3 separate regions of the Mus musculus genome follow, and regions 1 and 3 are each linked to region 2. Evidence: chromatin contacts called from public HiChIP or PLAC-seq data. All regions are on one chromosome and are shown on one strand. The core of a region is the stretch at or near the end of the contact, and the rest is flanking DNA. Distances in the headings are between cores, read along the strand shown. Region 1 holds the start of Zfand1 (zinc finger, AN1-type domain 1). Region 2 holds the start of C030034L19Rik (RIKEN cDNA C030034L19 gene). Region 3 has its middle 20 kb from the start of A930014E01Rik.

Region 1 (3,676 bases), core at 998-3,497, 950 kb before region 2:
AAATGAAGGGATATCTTGGGCAAGGAAATGACTTTTTACTCATAAAAATAATCCAGAGAATAAATAGAGAATGAAGAATGTTTCTAAAGAAGACTCCATGGTGTTTAGGGGGCATTTCCATGGCACACATAAGAAAGGGCAGGTTTGGGCATGCATTTGTGCTTCCTAGTGCAGTAGACTGCTTTAGTTAGAAATGGAATGGTACAGGAAAAAAAAAAGCCTTCATTTTGCACTTAAGTTTTATTGTCAAATAACACAGAGCATGTACTCATAACAGACTGCTAGAAATGGAGAGCTCATGTTTTTTTTTTTTTTTTTTAAAAGATTTTTATTTTACATGTATGAATATTTGACTACATACAAGTGTGCACTACATCCACCCCTTTATTTATTGTTATTTATTGTTCTTTTTTTTTTTTTTAATATGTAAGTACACTGTAGCTGTCTTCAGACACTCCAGAAGAAGGAGTCAGATCTCATTGTGAGTGGTTGTGAGCCACCATGTGGTTGCTGGGATTTGAACTCCGGACCTTCGGAAGAGCAGTCGGGTGCTCTTACCCACTGAGCCATCTCACCAGCCCGAGAGCTCATGTTTTTAAAAAAAGTTGTCATGACTAAGTATGGAGGTAGAGGAGTTTCTGATTCATTTATCACTGGAATTTCATCAGTGAGGATATATTTAACAAAGGGGTTGAACACAAATAGATGGAGAGATAGATTTTGGTAAATAATATCTAAAGAAAAAACCAGAAAAGGAGACTCGGGGATAGGAGTAGCTAAACTTTAGTCTTGGGCTGCTATGAGATCTCCAAGAGCTGAAAAAGAAATGTTCTGATTGGATTGGTGGGATATATATTTGCCATCTATTTAGAACATTCAGTCACGGTAACATTCTAGAAAATCTACTGTTGCTTGACTGTACCAACATTAGTAAAACGTAAGTTGCTGAGCCTTAGATTCAAGAAATCGCAAGGGCTGGGAGTTAGCTCTCTGAAAAAACTGTTTGCTGCCCAAGCCTGTGGTGTCTGTTCGAATATCCAGAATGCACTGAAAAAGTATGGTGTGTGGCAATTGTATTCACTTTACTCTTCAGGAGAGCATTTGAGTACCCTTAAGTCACATGGGAGACTATTCAGGTCTGCAGCTGATTGTCACTCATCCACTCTGATTGTGTCCAGTGTCTTGTCAGTAGAAAGACATCCCTTCCTACCCCACCTACAAGGCAAGGCCTCCCCTTAGTTCTAATGAAGAGGCTCGTCAGACATCAAACAGCTCCCTTCATCCTATGACCTAGGAGCTTGCCTCTGCAGTGTGCTCTCCTAACCGAGGAGCGATGTACACTTTAGTTGCATGTATTTTTTTTTTTCCTTACTAGAATTTTAACAAATAATTAAAAGAAGCCTTTAAATTAAAAACAAAAGCCTAATGCTTTCATGGTGAGGGCATTTACTTCAAACTAAAACATCAAGACAATATAGTAATCAGTGTCCCGGTACCTCTCTTGATTGCTATAACATTTTTTTTTTTTGCTAGCATTCTTTTTTTTTTAATTAGGTATTTTCTTCAATTACATTTCCAATGCTATCCCAAAAGTCCCCCATGCCCTCCCCCCACTCTCCTACCCACCCACTCCCACTTCTTGGCCCTGGCGTTCCCCTGTACTGGGGCATATAAAGTTTGCAAGACCAAGGGGCCTCTCTTCCCAATGATGACCGACTAGGCCATCTTCTGCTACATATACATGAGCTCTGGGGGTACTGGTTAGTTCATATTGTTGTTCTACCTATAGGGTTGCAGACTCCTTTAGCTCCTTCTTGCCAGGTCTTTGTTGGCTCCTGGGAATACAGTTACTTAAGAAATCAAGAAATCTTCGTGAGGGAGTTCTCAATTTTGGAGACTCAATGTAGAGAACAGCGAGTGCAGTTTCCAAAAGAGGAGCTAGGTTTTTCTCAAATTTGAGCCCGAGAACCTCAGCTACAAGAATTGAGTTCTACTAAGTCTCTTCTCTTTCTGGAGAGTGCTGGAACCTCCAGGAAGCGCGCAAGTGTCTTCAAGGCCCCGCCTCTCCTGTGGGCCCCGCCCCGCATGCTCGCCTCGCCCCATCGCGGAGTCCCGCCCCACCCCACCGGGGGTCCCGCCCCCGAAAGCCCCGCCTTGCCCCACTACAGGCCCCACCCACCTCACAGGACGCCCCGCCCTCGGTCCTGCCCGCTCCGGACTGACGTTCCCAGCGCTGCCCCGCCCCCTGCCCTTGCGGCGGTGGAAAGATGGCGGAGTTGGACATTGGGCAGCACTGCCAGGTGCAGCACTGCCGGCAGCGAGGTGACGCTGGAAGCCCCATTTTCATCCGCGGGAGACCTGGGCCGGGTTCTGACGGCCGGGGCGGTGGCGGCGGGTGAGGGAGGACGCGGGGCGTGAGCGACCTTCCAGGGTGATACTGGTGGTGTCTTTGTTACTGTTCCTCGGTGTAGGGGCGAACTTTGTGGCTCCCTTGGTTTGCACGCAGATCCCGAATGCACACCTTGCAGACTCCTCGGGGTATCCAGATGGCCTTGCTCAAGAAGCCCTGGTCGGCGAAGCGACTTAGATCAGGACTCCAGTTCCCCTCGGTCCTTACCATTGCCACCGTGGAGCATCCACTTTCCCAGGCTTTTTCTTGATTGATTTTTTATTTTTTTGTCTGACAAATGCGTTGAAGAGCATCAGTTTTCAGCAGTGTGTTCGCAGGTTTTTAGACGTCTTGGTGTTTCTAATATTAACTTAAGCTATTAGTTGCAGATCAGTAAACCACATTTTAGGAAGGTTTAATAAATACTATGGTAATGGTAGACCTTGTCATAAACATAGGCCCTGGTGGTATGCGTCAAAGTTCAGGGTGTTTAGACTCCTATAGCCGGCAAGTCCTTAAAGCGTCAGGCTCACAGTCTGTTAGATCGCACTCCAAATGTGAGCAGAGGGTTTCCTCATGCTGCAGCTTCTGTTAGTTCCTAACAAGGTCTTGAATGCAGCTCTTGGGTTTGGCCTGGATTCCTGCAGTAGGTGATGCCTGCACTAAGCAAAGGCAAGACAGGACGTGTTGTTGTATATGTCCTTTACCATTCACTCAGCAGATCAATTTTGTTTTTGTTTTTTGGTTTTTTTTCCCCATGTAGTCCTTTCCTAGGGAAGCTTGGCTATTTGAATTTGACTGTTAAGTTATATACATCTTGTCAGGTTGATTTACTAGTATGTCTAAATATATCTACCATCTGTGATATAGCTCATCCTTTCCAGTTTCACATATCTGTAGTGTTATTAAGATGAGGCCTATCTCTTGGACTAGCAGAAAGGGGGTGCAGTTAAGTAGGGATATGTGATGCTAAGAAATTATTTTAATCATAACTCTTCCTCCTGGGCTACCTTGAATGGCATATAATACTTGCTTGAACCCTCTAAGTCTCAAAATAGCAAACACAACCAATTTTTCCCATTGAAAGTGACATAATGGGCCAGTGACAAAGTCTGTAATCCAAACCTCGGCGTGTGTCTCAGACAGGAGCATGGCTGTAGGCAGGACCCTCATTCAGAGGCACTAGCCAGGAGTAAGACAGACCCTGCCTCAAAATCACAGTGGGAAGAGAGAACTGATTCCCGAAAAGTTATCCTCCACCCTCCATTTGTGTCAAACAAGAAAACA
Region 2 (3,582 bases), core at 118-2,617:
GACTAAGCATAACACACCATCAGACACTGGCTGTCCTGGATGCTAAGGGCATATGTTGGCTTATTGGTGGGGTCATCACATCACACCAGGATATTGCTGTCTTTAACAAGGACAAAGAAATCTTCACATTTTTGTTGGTTTGTTTGTTTGATCTCTTGCCTACAATAGAGAAATAATCCCAGTATTTTTCTTCTTACCATATATACTCTTAACAGGCTTAGTCTCAGCTAGAAAGATCTTTCAGAATCCAAGACACCTTGCCCAGTGATAGCTCCCCTGGACAATGTAGAGGAAATAGCAGAAAGAGTCCCAGAGACCAAGGACTCGTTTTCAGAGCTAAGTCAAAGGTCAAGGGTGAGGACTGTAGCATCAGACTCCTCCTGCCACTAGGATCCCACAGCCAGAACTCCCTGGCCTCATCCAGGGAAGTGCCCAGTGGCAAGTCACTGCACTGAGAAAGCTCGGGGTTATCATATCAGTTATGTTTCTTCATGGCCTCCCTCAGTTCCTATGAGGCTGGCCAGTCAGTCATAGGTCATTCTCTCTATAAGCCCTGTTGCCTGGCAACACAGCTCACATCTATTTCTATCAGGTTTCCAGGCAAACAGGCTAGTATACTAAGCCAAGGTCCTTTCATTTGTTTTCTTTAAGAAGGAAACACATTTTGTTCCCCCTTTCCTGACATATCCCTGGTACATCTTAAAGTCAGTACCCATGAGACTTCATGGTAGCCAGTTCCTTTCTCACTGCCCAGCCACCATATGTTGCCTGCCTTGTTATCATGGTCATTCTCACAAGTTTTTGCACAGCTTCTATCCCCAGCTCCAGAGCATGACAATTGGATAACTGTCAGAGTTTATACACAGTTTGCCTCCAATCTCTCCTAAACACATCTGCTTTGCAGACCCAGATAATTGCTCATCATTGTTTGTTCAGCCCCGGAGCATCCTTCTAATGATGGTATCTAACCAACCACAGGCCTGGAACTTAAAAGGCAAAACAGAGCAAAACCACCTTTGGATCTCACTTCTGAGAAATTACATATTAACCCCTAGAATTAACTGATGGGTCCCTCTGTTTAATGCCGTGGTGCCGTTGAGGATCCTGCTGAACCTCGAGCTGCCCCATGCCCACAGTGCCTACTTACCATGAGCTGCCTGCCGCAGAGAAGCAACAATGTCCTATCCCAGCTGTTTCTCCAGAGCCAGAGATATCCATCTTAGTTGGCAATTAGACCCCCAGTTGCCAGCTCAAACACCAATGATTGTACTGGGCTGAGTTTCAAGACCCTAGCATCACTGAGGGAAACAAAGGGGAAGGCTCGGAGGCGGTTGCTGGGGACTCAGCTTTTGCTGACACACGAGTGCCTGGAGGAAGTGGCTATTGCAGGTTTTCTGTGATCTAGTTCCAGCATAAGGCACTGCCTTCCTGCAGCAGGAAATGGTAATAGCCCACTGTGGAAACCAGCCAAAGACTCAAAGAGAGTTTGACTGAATCAAGTCCAGGCTCCAAAACGTTCTAAGTGATAAAATGCATGAATCTTTGGGAAACCAAAAGGATTTCTCAAATCAAGGCTATAAAAGCTAAACCAAAGAGTTTAATGTAAAAAATACAATTTTTCCATAGGATTTCTATGTGCAATTTCAACTATACTGATCCACAGTTGGGCACTTGTTTGGAGATTATTCTATTTGATTTTCCGCTGATGGTATAAAACCCTGACTAAACCCATGTGGATGGGGCGAGTGTTTCAGCTTACAGTTTTATATTCCATCAAGAGGGACTCAAGGTGGCTGCCTGGAGGCAGGACGGAAGCAAAACCCACAAAGGAGTACTCATTACTGACTTGCTCTCCTGGGCTTGTTCTGCTAAAGTTCTTACAGCTCAGGTCCTCCTGCCTAGGGATGGCACCACCCACAGTGCGCTAGGCCCTCCCATATCAATAGAAATGATAATATGTTTCACAGACATGATACTCTGGTGGAGAGGGTTAGTCAACAATAACTAGCCAGCAGAGAGGGCCAAGCACAGCTATTCGTATACCCTTGAAGAGCAGACTTATGCTGGGGAAGGCTATCAAGCACACAGCTTCAGAAGAGGTGAACATGGAGCAGCAAGGGAAGGGCTAGACCCCTGCCTAGCCAGCCAGATCAGTCAAATCAACCCTGCGATCAGTGAGGTGACAGATGTCACAGCCAGATAACTCAGAGCCAAACACTACACATGCTTTTAAATGGCGGGGAGCCACCAGAGACTTGCAGTATAAAAGTTCTGGACCCGTGTCAACCCCTCTGTGCTCTGAGGAGGCCTTGCTCTCCTGTCTTCCCTGAGATGTCGGGCATTTGTAATGAGATCATAAAGAACTGACCGGTCCAAGGGTCCAGAAGGACAGTGAAAGGAGCGGGGCCGTTTAGTTAGACACCCACTGCTGTGACAAATGACTGAGAAAAGCTACTTAGAGCCCAAGAGATTTCCTTTGTAGCATGATTTCAGAGGGTTCAGCCTGGGCCCCACTGCCTCCTGGCCTGTGGTAAGGCAGCAGGATGGGGTAGACGAGGAGGGTCAGATTATCTGACTGCAGCCTGTAGGGTGACACTGCCTTCACTTATGTATTGTCCCGTGTAGCAGGCCCTGTGGCAGACACAGCCAGAAGCAGGCTTTACTGGGGCATCTTTTAGTCCAGTCAAGATTACCCATCAGGCCAGGCAGTGGTGCATACCTTTAATCCCAGGAAGAGGCAGGTGGAGCAGAGCTAGATGCCAGCCTGTCTACACGATGAGTTCTAAGACAGCCAGGAGTACCTGGAGAAACCCTGTCTTACCTGTCTCAAAACAAAACAAACAAGACTTAAACATCACCGGGGACAACTTACAGACCAAAACCGTGAGAGCATTTGAAGCTCAGAAAACATTAGCTGATATCCAGTATGCTCTTTCCAGTTCTCATTTCTCTGCAGCAAAATAAACAAATAAACAAGCCAATAAACATCCAAATCAATATTTTACAACATAATAGCTCCCCTTTCCTTCTCTGTTTTGTGTCAGAGCAGCCTGACACCCATAGAAACCCCGGTTAGGGTCCCTGGAATGAAGCCATGTTTCTCTGAGAAAATTAAATGGAAAAAGCTAAGCAATGAGACAGAAAGATTCCCAGGATGCGATATTGCACATGTATGTACACACACACAAAGACACACAGACACACCAAAGTATGCACAATGTCCATGTATGTGAATATATATACCAAGGATAGACATGGCTATAGGTCAGGCTTCTGCCTGAGTTCTGAAGAGCAAACAGGAAGTCTTGGCTCTGTCTTCACCTGGAGGCAGCCCCAAGTGTGTTTATCACATGACATCACGTGCCAACTTGTAGTGTTTGCTTACCACAAGCGTGTGCTGCTTCTTTTCCTAATTGTAAACACAGGAGAGAAAAGTTAAACCCCACCACCAGGAAGCAGCTACCTGGCCTGAGGATAAAAGAAGTTACCGTTGACTTATTGAGGATCTGGGCCGATGCCCAGCCCCCTCCAGCCAGGACTGCCCCACGGGTGTGACAGTGATTCTCCTGGCCCCTGGAGAAC
Region 3 (4,047 bases), core at 861-3,360, 870 kb before region 2:
GACCATAGGAGAGCTCCCAGCATACACTACTGCTGCTGCTTCCTCTTCCTCTCCCTCTTCTTCTTCCTCCTCCTCCCCTCCCCCTCCTTTTTGTGGAGAGTGTCCAAGGGTAAGCTTTTCGGTTTATCTGAAAACATCTACAGTTTCCGGTAGGTAAAGACTAAGTTCTTTAGCCATCCCATCAGGTCTTCCTTCAGTGTATTTGGCCATCTTCCTAGCATTTCTTTCTGTGTATTTTAGATTTTAGACTTTTCTATATTAGGGAGAAGAGTTCATTTACACAATTATGAATGTATAAGACTAAAATTTGTAGCATTATATCAGCAAGCTGGAAACACAAAACAAACTGAAAAACAAACAAACAAATAAAACCAAAACAAAAACCAAATAAGATCAAACCAAACCAAACAAACAACCAAACAAAAAATACCAGCAGCAGCAACAATAACAACAACAATGGAACCTGCCTCTGAGATCAGAAGGCTGACTGATGGCCAGAATTCCTCCTTGCTTGGTGGAGGAAATCAGTGTTAGTCCTTTGCTCCATCAAGTGATTAGATGAGGTCAGTAAAAGTAATCTGATTTATGCAAAGTCTGTTCATTTCATTGTTGATGTCACCAAAGAGAACTTTTATTCTTTCTAACGCTCGCTCACACAGTGAAGGAAAGCTCTTGGGTAGAGTGTAATTTCGTGAGAGGAACTATTCCTGTGTGCTCCATGGGGTGACCTGTGTGCTCCATGGGATGACCTGTGTGCTCCATGGGATGACCTGTGTGCTCCATGGGGATGACCTGACTGTGAATCTTCTAAGAGAAATTCCCGTGCTCAGGCTTTGCTCTCAGTCTGATTTTGTTGCCATGGTGAATAATGGTCACTCATGTTTGAAAAGGCTTTCAGGCGATTCTAGCATGTTCTCTGCCAGGCCTGCAGATTGTGTTCACAGAGAAAGAAAGGAAAGGAAAGCTCTTTTCTTCTTTTTGTGCCGTGGTGTATCCCAGATATTGAGCGACACTGGACCTGCAGACAACCCACACGTATCTGAGTACATCCACCATTTCTCTACTTTGTGCACTATGGATTCTTGGAAGGCTCACTTCCTTCACTAATCTCACTCTTCCAGACTTATAAAATGGGGATAATACTAAACCTATTAATGGAGGTAGTTTTGAATGATATAAGAAATGGGGGAAAACACACACTAGATGCTCATAAAAGTAAAAACCTTCTCATTCCAAACTTTGGCTTCAGTCAGTTGCACAAGACTCAAAGCATGTCTGAAACATGTCTCCAGTGAATCCAGGATTTATGGACAATTAACCAATGGACACAGGAGTGAGTGAGCACAAGGGGTAAAGCCTGACAGTTTCTGTCTTAACCACAGCTTTTGGGGTCTACTATTGCACTCTGGGGCACAGGTAAAACAGTAACTGTAAATTGCAGGAAGTGTTGCAATCAGGTTTCTTAAAATGTTTCTGCCAGAACCTGCTGAATTAAACAAGAACAGTGGCCTCTCTTGTTAAAGAGAACACATAGTAATTAAGACGCTGGAATGAGTCAGATGAACTAGCTTGGTTGAAGCCTTGCTTGCAAGAGCATGCTTGATTTTTCACTGACATCAGGGACACTGAATTCAGTGTGTAAGGCAGGAGCTAAATGGGAGGAGGGAGAAAGAGACATACAAATAGTCCTTTCGTTTAACTATGGAGTGTGATATCTATATTTGTCTATGGAGTGCATGTGTTACACACACACTTTGGTAACATGCTCTGTCACACTTGTGATGTTAAAGAAAACCTGATCCACATGACAGGACCCTTAGCAAGTGAAACGTTACTTCTAATGCTACATTATTGCTAATATTCAATTTTAGTTTTCTTCTGCCTTGATAAGAAACCTGGAAGTCCCTGATTACCCTCTTTTTATTCTTCCTCATTGTATGCAGAAAACAAACACAAAGGAACAAGTGAGTTTCTCCAACGAGCACTCATACATCTGTTTGAACAAGCAATCCCCCAGAGGGAAAATGCTGTACTCTGTGGTCTTGCTTCAAAGGAAGCCTTGGTGTTCTGTGACTCAAGGAGGGCAAGTGGAGGCAGGCAGCTGTCCAATCCAGAGGAGTTCAGTCAACATGGAGGAGGTGGGGACATCCATCACAGAGAGCAGGGGACGGGAGGCTCTGGGCTTGCCATTTCTCAGAGGTGTCAGCTGAATGAAAAGTGATGTCAGGAACTCTGGAGGCACAGCTGATAACATGCTGGATCGTAGGCCTTACTGTAGACATGGCCTAGACCTGCCAGGTGAGCTGGGTGCTGTGAGAATTGGTGTCTGGATTATTTTGACATCGTCTTACAACCTGTGTACTACATACATTCTTTGCATTCATTGGAAGAGTTTTTCCCACTCCTGGGATCCGTGTCCGCAGACAGTCCCAGCTCATTCCCACCCCAATGCAGTTTTCAAACTGAGGTCATTACAGACCCAAATGACTTCTTCCAAAGTGTGAGACGGGGAATGCAGAAAAACCTGATTTTACACATTTTTTCCCCATGCCTGAGAAGGATAATCTAGGGCATATGCCATGTGTTGTGGTAGCATCTGGGTTTCTGCTTTTGGTATTTTAAATTTCATTTTATTTTAGAGGCAGGGTCTTGCCTTATAGACACAGGGTCTTTACATAATATGTTCTGGTCTGTGCCTCTTGTTCCCCTTTGCCTCTGCTTTCTGAGGACTGAAATGACAGGCACAAATCACCACAACCTGTTGGGACATCTTGTAGTCAACCTATTTCCTCAAAGAAATGTGAGGCTTGGATTTATCTGTAGAGTGTTATGTGTTCAGAGGTGTTCAGAGCTGAAGTCACAGGCTGGGGAGTGGGAAGATGGCCTGTTCCTTTTGAACATCATCTCTGTACCACTCCCGGTTCATTCTCCCAAGTTCACAGGGAGGGGACATCTTTGCTTCCTTCTTCTTCTAGAACTTGTTCCCTTGTCTCACATATTGTTCATACACAAACCCTCCCCTGCTCTACCAACCTCCATTCTGACAGCTCTCCCTGTGTCCGGTCCCTGTTTTAAATGGACCCCTGCTTCTGCCTCCCCTACAGCAAATTCAGTTTGAAAGTTGCTTTGGAGGTGGTCAGAATGAAAAGGAGCTGGGTATGCACAGAGCACAGGTGTGGGCGCTAGAACATCTGCATAGCAGCCCAATCCTCCGTCCATGGTGACCCAGCACAGGTGTGGGCACTAGAACATCTGCATAGCAGTCCCAGTCCTCCGTTCACGGTGACCCAGCACAGGTGTGGGCACTAGAACATCTGCATAGCAGCCCCAGTCCTCCGTTCATGGTGACCCAGCACAGGTGTGGGCACTAGAACATCTGCATAGCAGCCCAGTCCTCCGTTCACTGTGACCCAGCACAGGTGTGGATGCTAGAACAACTGCATAGCAGCCCAGTCCTCCATTCATGGTGACCCAGCCTCAATTCCTAGAGGCTTAAGTGAGTTCTTCAGTCTGACAGCACTGAACAACAGTATTTTCCAACAGATCTCTATTTTCTAGCTGTGAGTATGTGAACATTTGAGCTCTCCCTTGCATGGTTTCTGGCGGCTGAACTAGTATCTCCTCACCACAATCACCTGAAAAAACAAAGCTCGCCCTTCCAGTGAGCAGCTCCCACCTACTGCAGAAGCCGACACAGCAATCTTCTATTTCCATCCCCCAAAGCAACTATGAGGAGTGCCATATAGCTTAGCATTGACTATTCTGTGGTTCCTTGGAGAAACGATCCATTTCTTTTCCTTTTTGTTTCTAAATTCCAATACAGTATATGATCAAACTTCAATGAATTTGACTGATTTCATTTTAAATATGAAACAATATTGTTATGCCTTATGACAGTTGGACTCATAATTTATGGTTCTGGATTCCACCTCTCCCCTGGGGTGTCTGAATGCCACCATTACACTAGCTCAGAGGGGACTAGAATGTGTGAGGTCCATGGTCCAGATTCTGATTCTCCCTGGGGAAAGTCAGTTGCTGCCGCACAGG

What was found. HiChIP or PLAC-seq counts read pairs in DNA pulled down with a chosen protein or histone mark.
Region 1: a contact with region 2 is called in an H3K27ac HiChIP or PLAC-seq map of T-cell acute lymphoblastic leukemia, with 5 times the contacts expected there. The contact joins the promoter of Zfand1 here to the promoter of C030034L19Rik in region 2. A contact is called at or near these places in 2 of 39 promoter capture datasets (the C10 cell line and pre-B cells), 2 of 115 datasets of contacts at active chromatin or transcription factors (T-cell acute lymphoblastic leukemia and bone marrow-derived macrophages) and 1 of 9 other capture datasets (liver).
Region 3: a contact with region 2 is called in an H3K27ac HiChIP or PLAC-seq map of T-cell acute lymphoblastic leukemia, with 8 times the contacts expected there. The contact joins the enhancer-like site here to the promoter of C030034L19Rik in region 2. A contact is called at or near these places in 1 of 15 datasets of contacts at CTCF or cohesin (the NIH/3T3 cell line), 4 of 115 datasets of contacts at active chromatin or transcription factors (DN3 thymocytes, T-cell acute lymphoblastic leukemia, double positive thymocytes and 1 more) and 1 of 9 other capture datasets (macrophages).

Annotation. Positions count from the first base shown.
Region 1 is chr3:10,349,888-10,353,563 of GRCm38.p6, reverse strand. Zfand1 (zinc finger, AN1-type domain 1) reads left to right here and starts at 2,247. Exons shown (of 8, transcript NM_025512.3): 1 at 2,247-2,322. The coding sequence starts at 2,268.
Region 2 is chr3:9,400,805-9,404,386 of GRCm38.p6, reverse strand. C030034L19Rik (RIKEN cDNA C030034L19 gene) reads right to left here and starts at 1,367. Exons shown (of 4, transcript NR_160691.1): 1 at 1,148-1,367.
Region 3 is chr3:10,275,649-10,279,695 of GRCm38.p6, reverse strand. It overlaps a transcript of Fabp12 not described here. Among named protein-coding and RNA genes, the nearest start is that of A930014E01Rik, 20 kb to the left of the region's middle. Within about 2 kb of position 2,110, at least 42 of the 459 cell types and tissues checked have an H3K27ac peak or open chromatin away from gene starts, as enhancers often do. A contact at or near this core is called in T-cell acute lymphoblastic leukemia, where this site is marked.